2 separate regions of the Mus musculus genome follow, and region 1 is linked to region 2. The links are chromatin contacts, called in public Hi-C maps. All regions are on one chromosome and are shown on one strand. The core of a region is the stretch at or near the end of the contact, and the rest is flanking DNA. Distances in the headings are between cores, read along the strand shown.

Evidence for each region. A called contact is a pair of places that touch in the nucleus more often than the background predicts.
Region 1: a contact with region 2 is called in a Hi-C map of bone marrow-derived macrophages, with 11 read pairs. The contact joins two enhancer-like sites.

Annotation. Positions count from the first base shown.
Region 1 is chr2:13,784,011-13,786,805 of GRCm38.p6, reverse strand. All of the region lies in intron 2 of St8sia6 (ST8 alpha-N-acetyl-neuraminide alpha-2,8-sialyltransferase 6), which reads left to right. Among named protein-coding and RNA genes, the nearest start is that of St8sia6, 8.1 kb to the left of the region's middle. Within about 2 kb of position 1,340, at least 28 of the 459 cell types and tissues checked have an H3K27ac peak or open chromatin away from gene starts, as enhancers often do. A contact at or near this core is called in bone marrow-derived macrophages, where this site is marked.
Region 2 is chr2:13,372,240-13,375,095 of GRCm38.p6, reverse strand. The region is part of intron 31 of Cubn (cubilin (intrinsic factor-cobalamin receptor)); the gene reads left to right. Among named protein-coding and RNA genes, the nearest start is that of Gm13270, 100 kb to the right of the region's middle. Within about 2 kb of position 1,470, at least 189 of the 459 cell types and tissues checked have an H3K27ac peak or open chromatin away from gene starts, as enhancers often do. A contact at or near this core is called in bone marrow-derived macrophages, where this site is marked.

The sequences.
Region 1 (2,795 bases), core at 91-2,590, 410 kb before region 2:
TGGAACATTTAAATGCTGATGTGGTTTGTGTAAAAATCTGTCACGATGCCTCTTCTAATTTTAGCAGCATGCAAGAGTGACAGCTGACCTGAACTCCAAGAGGGTTTGTATCCCCCACTGTGACTTTTAAAACTTCATCCTTAAGAAACAAAATTAATACCTTAATCTGGACTTGTTTACCCATTGTGGTAGGTTTTATTGTTAACATTTTGACATTTATATTTTTTCTTTTCTAAATTGACTTTTGATATCTTTCCACTGGTATTTGATTTTCATTTCTGATTTTTGAGAAGTTCATGTATATCACATGTATGAGATTTATGCTCTGTGCATAAAACATTTCCTAGCTTTTATTAATGTCTAATTGTTAGTTATTGCTATTATGTACTTGGTAGAAGTTTTCAGTCTCTCTCTTGCTGTATCCCTCATCTTTACCTTCTCTTCCCAGTTTTATTTTTCTTTTCTTTTCTTTTTTATTAGGTATTTTTCTTTATTTACATTTCAAATGCTATCCCCTTCCTGGTTTCCCTTCCAAAAACCCCCTCCCGCCTCTCCCTTCCCCTGCTAACCAACCCATCCACTCTCACTTCCTGGTCTTGGCATTCCCCTACACTGAGGCATCGAGCCTTCACATGACCAAGAGCCTCTTCTCTCATTGATGTCCCACAAGGTCATCCTCTGCTACGTATGCAGCTGGAGCCATGGGTCCCTCCATGTGTACTCTTTGCTTGGTGGTTTAGTTCCTAGGAGCTCTGGGGTTACTGGTTGGTTCATATTGTTGTTCCTCTTATGGGGCTGCAAACCCCTTCAGCTCCTTGGGTCCTTTCTCTAGCTCCTCCATTCTATGTGTGTATGAATCTTTGACCCTAAAGTAAGTATATATCTGTAGTTTAAAACTACGTAATTTGAGAATACTGAAACTGACCCACTGCAGCTTATTTCAGATACAGCGTAAGAGGTGGTATTCTTACCTGTTGTTATTTTCTTAATAAATGCTTTCTTCTTTGAAAATTCTTTCCTAATATAAACCTAATTATTGCTTAAAAACCTAGAAGCATTGGTTTGATCCCCTTGTAAATGCCTGACATATGCCAACTTAAATTAGGCTGTCCTTATTTCTTCTTCATTTTTATTTCTTCCTTGGTCAGTTGGCATAAACCTTTCATTTTAGCCATGGGGTGTACATGTCAATCTCTATGAAACCCTGGTACTCAGTTCCAGGATAGCAATTCCATTTTCTTTGTTTTTTTCCTTAATACTTTTCGTTGTTGCTATTTTGGAATTTAAGGCTTTGTGAATGCTAGGCAGGAGCTCTGTCACTTCCTCTTTTTAAGACTTAAAATATTTTCCCCTAAGACTTTGCAAACATTGTTCCCTATTTTCTGACATTTCTACCTCAGAATGAGAGACCTTGACAATTTTCTTTTCATAGCTTCTGAAGGAATTGACTTAATTGTTTGTTTTACTTTATACTGACAGCAAATTTTAAAGGCTGGTGAGATAGCTTAGCAGCTCAAGTACATCCTGTGCGACCCTGAGGCCCAGAGTTTGGGTTCCTAGAACCCACATGCATGCTGGATGAGCATGGTGACTGTGTATCTAGTTCTCAAAAGAGACACTGAATTTCCATATCATGCTGGCTAGATTAGTTGTATTGTCAATCTCTTGGATTAATTGAGAAGCCCTTCCTTAACGAATTAGGAGTAGAGTTGTTGAGGAAGGTTCTAGATTTCAACTTCATGCCTTCACGTGCATACATGTGTACTTGGTTTCCTTGCACGCTTGCACATTCAAGCCCTGACTCATATCGCACATGGAATCCCAAGACCTGGGAGGTAAAGACAGGAGGATTATGTGTTGAAGGCCACTTTGGGCTACATGAGACTGTGGCTCAAAACACCAAAAAACAAACAAACAAACAACAAACAAACAAACAAACAAACAAACCAAACCTCAAATACTCCACAATGTTATGTCTACACAATAGTCCCTTTAGATGAATGGTGTCTCTTTAGGCATCAGGCTTAGCTAATTTAAAATTAGAAGACCTTGTGATTTTCTCTGTGTGGTTGTTTCAGGAGTTCCCAGGTCTGCCTGACCTCTGTGATGTGGCTCAGGGTTTTCTGTCTCTAATTTCTGTCAATGTTTTCTGCTCCATGTGGACTCTTGACTTTTCCTTCACTTGTATTCTTCCTTTGCCCTTTTCCCTGCCTCTAGGGATGGGTTTTACATGTGTTCTCAGTGTTACTGAATTATTAACCAATAGCATCTGCTCTCATTTTTGTCCCCTTTAAATTAGTAAATGGGTTACAGATTTTGTTATTTATTACCCTTTCCTCTAGGTTGTACCATAACGTAACAGCTTCTCTCACAGAAAAGTCGTCTTAATTTTCTTAGTTTAAAAAAAAAAACTATTATTTGTGTGTGTGCATTTATTTGTCTGTGTTTGTCTCTACATATGTCTGTGCAAGCATGTGTAAGCCAGAAGTCAATGTGGGTTGTCTTCCTCAATCACACCCCATGTTATTTTCTGAGAAAGAGTCTCTCACCAAATCTCACTGATTCAGCTCGACTGGCTGGCCAGTGAGCTCTGGGAGTCTTCCTGCCTCTGTGTCCTTATCTAAAGGAGTTTTAATCCAGGTACACACCACTATACCCAGCATTCTGTGGGAGTGGTGATGACCAAGCTCCCAGACCGAGTTTCTCCCTTTAGCTTCACTTTGCTTACTCTGTTTACTTGTTGTGGTGGTTTGAAAGAAAATGGCCCCCTGAGGCTCATAGGTGGTGACATTATT
Region 2 (2,856 bases), core at 221-2,720:
ATGGCCAACTAGGCCATCTTTTGATACATATGTAGCTACAGTCAAGAGCTCCGGGGTACTGGTTAGTTCATATTGTTGTTCCACCTATAGGGTTGCAGTTCCCTTTAGCTCCTTGGGTAATTTCTCTAGCTCCTCCATTGGGGGCCCTGTGATCCATCCACTTCTGTGTTTGCTAGGCCCCGGCATAGTCTCACAAGAGACAGCTATATCTGGGTTCTTTCAGCAAAATCTTGCTAGTGTATGCAATGGTGTCAGCGTTTGGAAGCTGATTATGGAATGGATCCCTGCATATGACAATCACTAGATGGTCCATCCTTTCGTCACAGCTCCAAATTTTGTCTCTGTAACTCCTTCCATGGGTGTTTTGTTCCCATTTCTAAGAAGGGGCAAAGTGTCCACACTTTGGTCTTCATTCTTCTTGAATTTCATGCGTTTAGCAAATTGTATCTTATATCTTGGGTATCCTAAGTTTTGGGCTAATATCCACTTATCAGTGAGTACATATTGTGTGAGTTCCTTTGTGATTGGGTTACCTCACTCAGGATGATGCCCTCCAGGTCCATCCATTTGCCTAGGAACTTCATAAATTCATTCTTTTTAATAGCTGAGTAGTACTCCATTGTGTAAATGTACCACATTTTCTGTATCCATTCCTCTGTTGAGGGGCATCTGGGTTATTTCCAGCTTCTGGCTATTATAAATAAGGCTGCTATGAACATAGTGGAGCAAGTGTCCTTCTTACCGGTTGGGACATCTTCTGGATATATGCCCAGGAGAGGTATTGCTGGATCCTCCGGTAGTACTATGTCCAATTTTCTGAGGAACCGCCAGACTGATTTCCAGAGTGGTTGTACAAGCCTGCAATCCCACCAACAATGGAGGAGTGTTCCTCTTTCTCCACATCCTCGCCAGCATCTACTGTCACCTGAGTTTTTGATCTTAGCCATTCTGACTGGAGTGAAGTGGAATCTCAGGGTTGTTTTGATTTGCATTTCCCTGATGATTAAGGATGTTGAACATTTTTTCAGGTGCTTCTCAGCCATTCGGTATTCCTCAGGTGAGAATTCTTTGTTCAGCTCTGAGCCCCATTTTTAAATGGGGTTATTTGATTTTCTGGAGTCCACCTTCTTGAGTTCTTTATATATGTTGGATATTAGTCCCCTATCCGATTTGGGATAGGTAAAGATCCTTTCCCAATCTGTTGGTGGCCTTTTTGTCTTATTGACGTCCAACCCACTTTTTATACCATTTTAATTACATGCAAGTATTTTGGGCAAACAGTACAATAAGTAACTAACAAAGCAGCAAGTGATTACTCCCATGACAGTTTAAAAGGGCTTGTCATAATGACCAAAATACCTGAGCCCACTTTCTTGTCCAAGCCCAAAATCTTGTCTGAAGCCTAGTTCTGTTCTACCCTAAGACTAAAATTCCTGCCTTTCCCTACTTCTCTATTACAGCCTGAAGTTAGATTCTTGCCAAAACTTACTTCCTTATTATGCCCTAATGTCAGATTCCTGCCTGAGCTTACTTCCTTGTCATGGCCAATGTCAGATTCCTGTCTAAAGCCCATTTCCTTGTCTTTGGCCAATGTCAGACTCCTGCCAAGTGGTACTCCAGAAGGCTTTCCACAGGAGGTTACAATGGATGGTAAGGGCAATATTCTGTCAAAGTCTGACTCTCAGGACCTCTCACATTCAGTCTCTGGAATGCAAGCACAGTGGGGTTTGAGTGGCAGTCGCATCTTTCTCTCTGTGTGTTCAGATCACAGCTCATCTAGAAGGGAGGACAAGCCCACAGATAGCCCCAAGCTGGAGCATCAGGACTGAAAGGCAAACTTCAGCATTCAGAGGAAACAAATTAAAAATTAAAAATAGAGCCATCGGCCAAATACAACCTCCCCTCCCCCTTTGGTTGTTCCTATCAGGTGTTCTATCACTGTGATGAACAATTAACTAAGGCAATAAGGTAATAAATACCATCCATCTTCTTTCATATAACCCACAGCAGTCTGTACCCATAGGCAGAAATCTGATGCATGGATTCCTCCTAATAGACACACCGTAATTATATGAGTGAATGAGTCCTTGCCATCTGTACTCCTGCTGGGATCCGTGCATTTTAAGATTTGCAGAGGACACTGTCATTGACATAGGACCTCATTATTTTGAGTTGCATGAGGACTTAGAAAACATGGTACAGATGTGTTGTCTAGAATTTCATTCTGCTATAATGAAAAGGGAGGGAAACTGATTTCTTTCAACACTTCTATTAAAATGTTGAGGCTCCCACACACAGCTGACTTGTACTGGGCTTCATATAATTTGGTAAAATGTCCGTGATTCCTGCTTGCCTGCTTTCCAGCCTGGTGTTAGCTCTCCTCTGACTTTGGGGATGATAAGTCATGAGTGTTTAATGCTAGACAGCATTTGCTGGCTGGGGGGTGGCTCTGTGTAGTCATCAGGGAAAAGTGACTCCATTATGTTTTCTTTCCTGAAGGGTAAGTGTTAAAGTGACCTCCAACCGCCAGTTTAATTGCTTCGTTAGAATTTCTCTTCTGAGCCTTAGGTACTATGGGTCTGTAAGTTCTTATTGATCTGGGAGAAAACGGCTGCACTCTGTGTGAGAAGGAGGGGGAGGGACAGACTGCGGTGGGGGAGGGGGGAGAAGGAAGGGCTGCTGAGAGGCTGACCTCTGTTTCCAGCAGCCTCTGTGCTCAGTGCAATGGAATGTCTGCCTTGTGTGAATCAGTGCAGATAAAAAAGCAAGCAGAGCACAGGCCATCCTGCCTATTATTTGCAAGGAGAAATGCACTCAGGCAAACAGCTGGAGCAGGAGGAGGAGGAGGAGGAGGAG